Regions from separate parts of the Gossypium arboreum genome. Here all the other regions are linked to region 1. A link is a contact called in public Hi-C data. All regions are on one chromosome and are shown on one strand. The core of a region is the stretch at or near the end of the contact, and the rest is flanking DNA. Distances in the headings are between cores, read along the strand shown.

Region 1 (2,823 bases), core at 146-2,645:
CAAGGCATCCCTTATGTCTATTGATTATCGGAATAGTTAAATTTAACCTTTCTAACCCTTTTGGTTCTATAAACGTGCAGAAATGCATTTGGTCCTTCTTCTGGCACCATCTGTCTATCTGGATTACTTGTCTTTGTTGTTCGAGTGGTGCGTGCTGCTGTTGATAGTGCAAGAGAAGAAGATGTTCCTGGGATAGTGAATCTTGTTCTCCGGTGTTGTGTTAATGCCCTACTGTCTGCGATAGACTTTCTTAACAAGTTCACTATCAACTTTGCGGCAATAACTGGCGAGGCATATTGCACCTCTGCGAGGATGACATACGAGCTTCTAAGACGTAACTTACTCTCTGCTGTTTTTGTGGAGACCGTATCAACTCGTTTATTAGCAGGAGTTATTTTTGTCCTTTCAGCAGTTTATGCAATTGCAGTGAGTCTCTGATACACTTCCTTCTTATCCTTCTCCCCCTTCATTTACTTGAATTACCTGACAATCACATTCCTAAAATGCAGGTCTGTGCGATCTTAAAGGGTGTTAGTGATCTAGGGGTTAACATGTACACCGTCGCGGCTCTTGCGTGGGTGCTGCTAATCCTGGTACTGGGATTCTTCGTCCATGTGTTGGACAATGTGATTGACACTGTTTACATCTGCTACGCAATTGATAGAGATAGAGGGGAAGTGTACAAGCATGAGGTTCATGATGTTTACGTTCAGTTACCAATCAGTAGGAACAGTCGATCATCCTACCCATCTAGAACACTTGATGTATAGACATGTCCTTGTATGTTTGTAACTTCAAAATAATGTGTTGTTGATTTGTCATTTGGTTTTGGTGTCTGTATGGGGTTGTTAACGGCCTATTGGCAAATTTGTGCATACCATCATCACATTCAAATTGTTGCATTGTACACTTATTTTTAGGCTTGTTCAATAAAGATCTAACTGTTTTAATGTTTTTCACTCTTTTTTACTTCATACAAGAGTGAGTTTGTTTTTAATGAAAATTGGCTAGTAAAGAGTGAAGAGAAAGACTCATCTTGGTAAAGGTTGATTTCATTTTATGATCATCATTGCCTGTTTTATGCATGTATTAAGGGGATAAGGACTTGAAATGTATATTTATCCATCGAATCAGACTTTAAAAGAAATTTAACAATCTAGTAAAATGAAAAATTAAATTTAAGTGAAGAAATTGTAAAGTTACTAATAATTTAATGGATAAATCACTGGTTAAGTGAAGAAATTGTAAATTTATTAATAATTTAATGAAAAAGTTAATAGTTGAAGTGATGAAGCGGTAAAACTAGCAAGAGGGGTGTATTGGTAAAAGTGAAAAGTTAAAGTGTTGAGCACTTAAATTTGTCCCCGGAATAAACACAAACAGGGGGCAGTGCACTAAAAATCAAGTAAAATCTCGGGTTTTCTTCTATTTCAACGCTACTCTTCTATCTTCGAATTCACAAACAATGGTGCTCGAGGTAAAGCAATGCTAAAGATTCCTCCTTGATCCCTTTCTTCAATTTATGGGTTTTAATCAGGCGACTAAGATATGCATTGATAACTCGGAATGGATGCGAAACAACGATTATTCTCCGTCTCGATTTCAAGCTCAAACTGATGCCATTAGTCTTACCTGTGGTGCTAAAACCCAGGTAAATTACTGCTTTACCTTAACCTATTCCATTTATCTTATTTATTTATGGATGTAGTTACCTTTGTGGCGCTTGGTAATGTAAGATGCCAGAATAACTCATTACCACATTTGGATTTCGAAGAGCCATTATTCTTATATTTCCAGCCGTGTCAAGATTTTGGAATATCTGAGTAATCTCCCTACCATTCTTCTTTAGTAATCTTAGATTTACTTCGGGATAATTTTATTACTACTTTTTTTTATAATTTTGGTTAATTTTAGACTTCAAACCAAAGAAAATATCAAGTCTGATTAAAAGAAAAATCTCCTTTTTCTTTGTTCTTGCTTCTTTCCCTTAGCTTTGAACAAAACCAGAATCCGGAGCCAGATTAGCATTTCTTTTGTACTTTAACAAAATTATATTAATATTTATATCTTTGGATTGAATTGGCAGAAAGCTTTGCCCAAAACTTTCTTTTTCATATTTGAATTAAGAATATAAAATTTTCAATGTATTTCGAGAGAGAGATGCTATTTTGTTAATTTTATTGTGAACTTTAGAAATTCATCGGTAGTGAAAGAAACAATTTTCATGTTAATGATGTATAAAATTGTTTTGACTTCTTTACTTATTATATATGTTCAAAAAGAAAAAAATTCTATAAAATGATAATTTAGTAAAATGTGCTTTCAAATAATCTTACATTCCTATCAACAAATAATAAACCATATAGGATAATGTAACATACTCTGTGATGTGCTAAGTAAATCATATTATCGTAATCTTACATTCCATGAACCAAAGGTCCCCTAGGTGTTTCCTTTTCTTAATGGCAAACGGGAAATTTGATTTTGCCTTTAATAAATTAATGGCAGTCCAATCCAGAAAACACAGTCGGCTACTCCTACCAGTGATCTAGGCAAAATCTTCTCTTGCATGCACAGTACCTGAAATTTACCCATTTTCTCTTTTATTTTGAGTCATATTCGAAGATAGAGTTTGTTTAAGCTAACATCGTAAATAAAGTATGGCTTCTTTGAACTATTGTGGCAATATATATGCTCTGCTGAAATTTGTGTTTTGATTTTCCATGTTACTGTTATACTTGAAGATAAAGGTTAGGCATGTTGAAATTTTTTGCAGTTTGTTTTCGGATAGATTAAATTCAGTGTACACTATTTTGGTGGTGG
Region 2 (2,823 bases), core at 112-2,611, 210 kb after region 1:
GTTGTTGCTGTTGCTGTGGCTACTGCTACTGCTGCTGCTACCAGCAGCAGTAGTAATGGTGCTGCAAGTGCAATCTTTGCTGTTTTTAACTCCCAAGCTGCAAATAAAACAAAGAGTTCTTCCTCCAGTTTTGAATGACTCTGGTTGGGTTTGCTGGTAATAAGGAGGGCTAATTCTGAGGTCCAAATTCAAGTCCGGACACCTTTCTTGAACTGGGATTCTCTTTTCAGCTTTGGTGATAAATCCAATAGGGTTATTATTGCTGTTAGTATTAATCTTCTCTTTCTCTTCTTTGGCACCACTGAAAGATATTGTTGTTACATCCTGAGAAGCCTCATTGAGTGGTCTGTGAGTTGCTGGATCAATACCTCTGCTCAATAGCTTCCTTCTTATATGCGTGTTCCAGTAATTCTTTATCTCATTATCTGTTCTTCCTGGTAATCTCCCCGCTATAAGAGACCACCTATAAAATTCAAGGAATCCCCCATAAAAAACCAATCAAAATTTCAAGCACCACACACTAACAAAGTTGAATATATCATCTATCTATATATATACAACACTTACTTGTTACCAAGAAGGCTGTGCAGCTTGATAATGAGCTCATCTTCTTCTTCAGTGAAATTGCCACGTTTAAGATCAGGTCTTAAGTAATTGATCCAACGAAGTCTACAACTTTTGCCACAGCGGAGAAGGCCAGCAGCTTTAGGGAGTGAACGCCAGCAACCTTCACCATGGGCTCGGATGTAAGCTATGAGGCGATCATCTTCTTCTTTAGTCCACGCACCTTTGTTCGTATGAGCTTTCTCACAACAAGGAGACCTTCCCATAATTCAGTAACACAAAGAAACCTTTTTCAACTTGTGGAAACTAGCAGCACTAGTAGCCTACGTTTGCAGTTTTTCAATACTATACAAACTAGTATAAAATATACTATGATATCATATATATGTGTGTGTATATATTATATTTAGAATCTAGGAGAAGTAGTAAGGGTGGAAAATGAAATGGAGGCCTTGTTTTTTGTGTTGCAGGAACATTGAGGCCGGCCCTTTGAGAGCACTTTAGATGCTTTTTTATATAGCCTTTTGACTATTACACACACACACAACCAGAAAGAGAAAGAGCGCAGTGACCCTAATTTTAGCTTCTAGATGTGAGTTGGTGAGACAGGTTTGAGGGGAGTGGCTGGTAGCCTCTCTCTTGATGATATTAGCATCAATCATATATAATAAGTTAAAAGGGATATATATTAACTGTAGGTAACCTTTAGGTAGGTGTAAAGTAAGGTATTAAAGCATGGGTAGGACAAAGTGTGATCTCTGCTCTCTCCCACCCCATTCTTTTTCTATAATAGTTTTTTTTCCCTACCTTTGGCCCTTTGTCTAAACCTGTACTACTTTAGATTAATAATTTAGTTAGCTTTCATAATCTTTCCCCCAACTCAAATTAGACAACATGTACCAGAGTACATGTTCAACTTAAATATTTTATCATGTTGTTGGAACTAACATCCATCCTTACCAAAGGTTTTCCGGATTTAAATCTCAATATCTATCTATCACCATTTTTTTTCTTTATTAACCGGTGTGATCTCTTTTGTAATTGAAAAAGAATTAGAAAGAGAGTGCTATGACTCAAAAGTCTGAATACTATAAGATTAAAGAACCTTAACTATAATATTAAGCTCCATTACAGAATTATTTTTGTGTAAATATATGACACTAAATGTTGTCCAGTTGACTAGTTTTGGTTTACAAGAAAAATCAAATCTTGAAGCTGGAAGTATTTTTTATATGTTGGTGGGAAAACATATATATATATATATATAAAAGGTTGCTATATTAGTGAAATGGAGAGGTGGATAGGATATATTAGTGAAGAAATCATGAAATAGGGTGGTAGTTGTGGATCTTTATTCTATTGGTATACCATCATCATGCAGGAGAGAGAAAAGGGGGGTGGTTCTAGAAGACTTGGAGGTTGGGGTTCAGGGGCAGGATGATGATGAAAGAAAAAGGGAGAATAGGGAAAAGATAAATACTCTAAAATAAGTCTAATATTATATGAGTGTGGTTGTGGTTGTCTTTGTTTGTGGGCTTTGGTTCACCTTCCACCTTCCACTTTCCTTTTTATTTCTTTTTGGTTCTTCCCCCCAAACCTTGTGGTTTAAGTTTAGGCAACAAATGGGCAGCAGTGAGGTTAGGGATGGGAAAGGTTGATTCTTTTTTTCACCCTTTTTGTTGTTTTCTATCTTTCCCTCTCCAATTTGCATACTGATATTTGTCACCCACCACCACACATAACAAAACTCTCCCCCCCTCTCTCTCTCTCTCATCATGAAATTCAAGTGGATGGTAAGAGGTAAGGATGATGAGAACAAGTTGTTTTTAGGACTGGGGGAGAGGGGGAGATTTCACCTACTTTTTTCACCTTTCTGACTGTCCTTGCAACTAGTCCAATACCTGGCCTTATTTGTTGTTCAACTATACGGGGATGGGGGAGGGGGGGACAGACAGGGTCACCATTTAAGATTTTTATTTTTTTCTACTTTTATTATCTTTATTTTTAACTAAAAACCCACCTATGCTTATCCATTTTGTTTTGTTTCTCAACATTTGAACAAACAACAAATTGAATTTTACATCATAAGGGGAAAAAAGAAAATTAAGAATGGGCTAAAAAATGATGGATCAAAACATTTACCTACACGCATTAATTGAATGGTGCCTAACCTGTTTCAATCAGACGGCGCACATCATGATCGCAATCAGTTAGGTTGGCTTTTTAACCAAGTCATTTTCCTAACCCAAGCAATCCCAA
Region 3 (2,823 bases), core at 198-2,697, 160 kb after region 1:
CTACATCATGTCAGGTTCCCCCTGTTAGTGCTACATCATGATTTAGCTAATCATGTTAGTGATTCTTTTTTTAATTATTTGATGTTCAAAGTCTAATGCGCCATAATCACAAATTAAATCATCAGCAAACCAGGTTATTCATCTGTCTGCTAAGTAAATATAAAATTAGTTATTTAAGGATTGCTCCATCTTACTTTTCTGTTTTTTTGTTTTTTAAAAATATTTATTTAGAAGTGAGCTCAAAATTATATTTTTTCAATAATAAAATAATCTTTAAAAATTAAATATATCACATATAGAATAAACTTATTTATGGACTAAATTACTCGCTCAAGTCTAAAAGCTCTCGTGATTTGAGGGAATTTAGAAAAAAAACTCAAAAATGGACTTGAAAAAAATTAGACTTGTTTAATGTTTTATTTTATGTTATTTTTATAAAACTATTTTAATGGAAACATTAAAATGTTAAGATGACTGTATATAAAATTTTAATAAATAAGCATGTATATTAAATTTAAAAATAATACAAACATATTTTTTAAATTTTATAAAGAAAATATGGATGAGCCTGAAATAAGTTTGGATTAAATAATTACAAATATGAGAGGTTTCGTAAACATAAAGTGTGTTAATATCATACCTAAATCAAATCTCAAAGTGTCTTAACTTAACCCACAAATATCTCTAATATTTTATATATATATATAATACAAGGTGTCAAACTCCTAACTGAGATGGAAATACTAATTTCTTTCCACATTGACTGCCTAAAATTTAAGTATAAAATTTAATTTTTTATCGTTTTAAAAATTGTTCAAATTTTCACAAGTATAAAATTTATTTTTATCCTATTTAAAAATTGCACAAAATTTAACAATAATTTTTATCAATATACTTTATTTTTAAAACAGAAATTATCCCAACAATTATTTAATCAATATATATTATTTTTAAACACAAACTATCCCAAATATTTTTAAATGAAAATTAAAAATTATTTTAAATAAACATGTGTATGTGTATTAATAAAAGTATATTAAATTAATAATTTAATCAATAAATGGGCTAGATTTTATTAATATACAAAAGAAAAACAAAACAGAATAAGACCCAAAATTGACAGGCTTAAAAGCAAAGAAAGAAAGCATAAATAACCTGACCCAACAACATAATGCCCAAAACCAACCAGTCCTAAAACAAATTAAGGAAAAATAATTCAAAATACAAATAAAGCAGACCAAAAGATTGACCAGCCACATTCAATGATGAAAAAAGCTGCATCAATTCATTTCCACATTTCAAGACCAAGCGGTTACATCTTCCAAGAGAACCAAAAACCCTCTTCCATTTATTTTCCATCGTTCCCGATTCTTCCATGCCCTAAACACAATAACTCCTTCAATCTGGTTCGCGCGGCCAGTCGTCTTCCATTCTCCGTCCGCCAAATCTGGAAACCCCACCTTCCATGTAAGTTTGCTCATTCCTTCTTAAACATTCTGTCGCTAGTATATGAGAAAGTTGATTGGCTTTCCTGTTCACATGTTGAAATCGCACCCACCAGAATTTTTTCGAAACTTGTTGAATATTCCTTTTATAAGCACCAATTTCCGACTTATCAAGGGAATTTATTCGACATTTATTAACAACTGATAACGAGTCCTCTTCAAAGATGAGATCTGACCAACCCATTTCCATACTTATTTGTACTGCCCAAGAACATGCAAGGGCCTCTGCAGCGAAAGCGGACGCAACTTTTTCATGAAGTATTGTTCGTGAGACCCGAACCCAACCACCAGTGTTTCTTGCCACAATTCTAGAGCAAGATTCAAGACAATCTTTGTCAAAAGCCTCATCAAAATTAACTTTGATGAGTTCACCATATGGGGGAAGCCACTGGTCATTCGCACTCATTCTTGTAGGCCCATCTAACTCTGATTTATCAATTTCCACTAAGTTGCAAAGTAAATCATTTGCGATCTTCTGTCCAGTTCATGAACCCGTTTTGTTTCTATCTAACCAGATTGCCCATAGTGCTCCTCCAAACATCCTCCTAGTATGGTGATTACCGGCCCAAATCTGCTCTGTTTAAAACCCAACGAAGGCCTAATTGTGACCTTACTTCTACTAATACAAGGCAATTTCTAAAAACATGGTCCCAATTTTCCATACCCCCCGTACATCGAGGGCAGACAGTATTAATCACCAAGGTTGAAGGTTCAGATTTGTAAATGTAGGGATATAATTGTTAGCAATTCTCCAGATTATAATCTTAATCTTAGTGGGAAGTTTAAGGCTCTAGAGCTTCCTATAAAAAGCATTAGAAATGGTCTGTAAGTCATCCAGTGTTCACCCTGCTACACCACAAAGTCATCATGTCAGCTCCTTGGTAGAGGCGATTCTAGGGGGCTGGCATGGGCTGGCATGGGCCTCGGCCCCTTAAAATAAAAAATTATTATTTAAATTTTTTAATATTTTTAAGATTTTAAATTAGTAAATATAAAATTACATTTTGACCCCGTAAAAATATAAAAAATTAATTTAATACTTAAAAATTATAAAAATATAGACTATACAAAATTAAAATTTCATTCAACTCCCCCTTAATAAATTGCTTTGGCTTTTCCCCTATTCCTTGGCTAATAGTATCCACAGAATTCATTTCGTATCCTTAGACGAGAAGGTATTGAGCACAATCTCCTTATTCCAATCTCTCGTAGTATTATCAATAAGTTACGCCACAAAGGAAACAACATTATTTTGCATGTCATCACATAATTTGTAATTAATTAAACCTAGAATCCATGCATGCTCTGAGATTAAAAT

What was found. A called contact is a pair of places that touch in the nucleus more often than the background predicts.
Region 2: a contact with region 1 is called in a Hi-C map of leaf, with 3 times the contacts expected there. The contact joins the promoter of LOC108463187 here to the promoter of LOC108464375 in region 1. A contact is called at or near these places in 2 of 5 Hi-C or Micro-C datasets (both in leaf).
Region 3: a contact with region 1 is called in a Hi-C map of leaf, with 2.6 times the contacts expected there. The contact joins the enhancer-like site here to the promoter of LOC108464375 in region 1. A contact is called at or near these places in 2 of 5 Hi-C or Micro-C datasets (both in leaf).

The regions. Positions count from the first base shown.
Region 1 is chr2:101,465,525-101,468,347 of ASM2569848v2, forward strand. It overlaps LOC108464375 (26S proteasome non-ATPase regulatory subunit 4 homolog), which reads left to right and starts at 1,396. Exons shown (of 7, transcript XM_053025070.1): 1 at 1,396-1,651. It overlaps LOC108467181, which reads left to right. Exons shown (of 3, transcript XM_017767735.2): 2 at 81-426; 3 at 510-959. The coding sequence ends at 770.
Region 2 is chr2:101,671,715-101,674,537 of ASM2569848v2, forward strand. LOC108463187 (myb-related protein 308-like) reads right to left here and starts at 1,362. Exons shown (of 2, transcript XM_017763134.2): 1 at 568-1,362; 2 at 1-463. The coding sequence starts at 830.
Region 3 is chr2:101,622,889-101,625,711 of ASM2569848v2, forward strand. No RefSeq gene overlaps it. Among protein-coding and RNA genes, the nearest start is that of LOC128283872, 46 kb to the right of the region's middle. Within about 2 kb of position 1,448, at least 2 of the 2 cell types and tissues checked have an H3K27ac peak or open chromatin away from gene starts, as enhancers often do. A contact at or near this core is called in leaf, where this site is marked.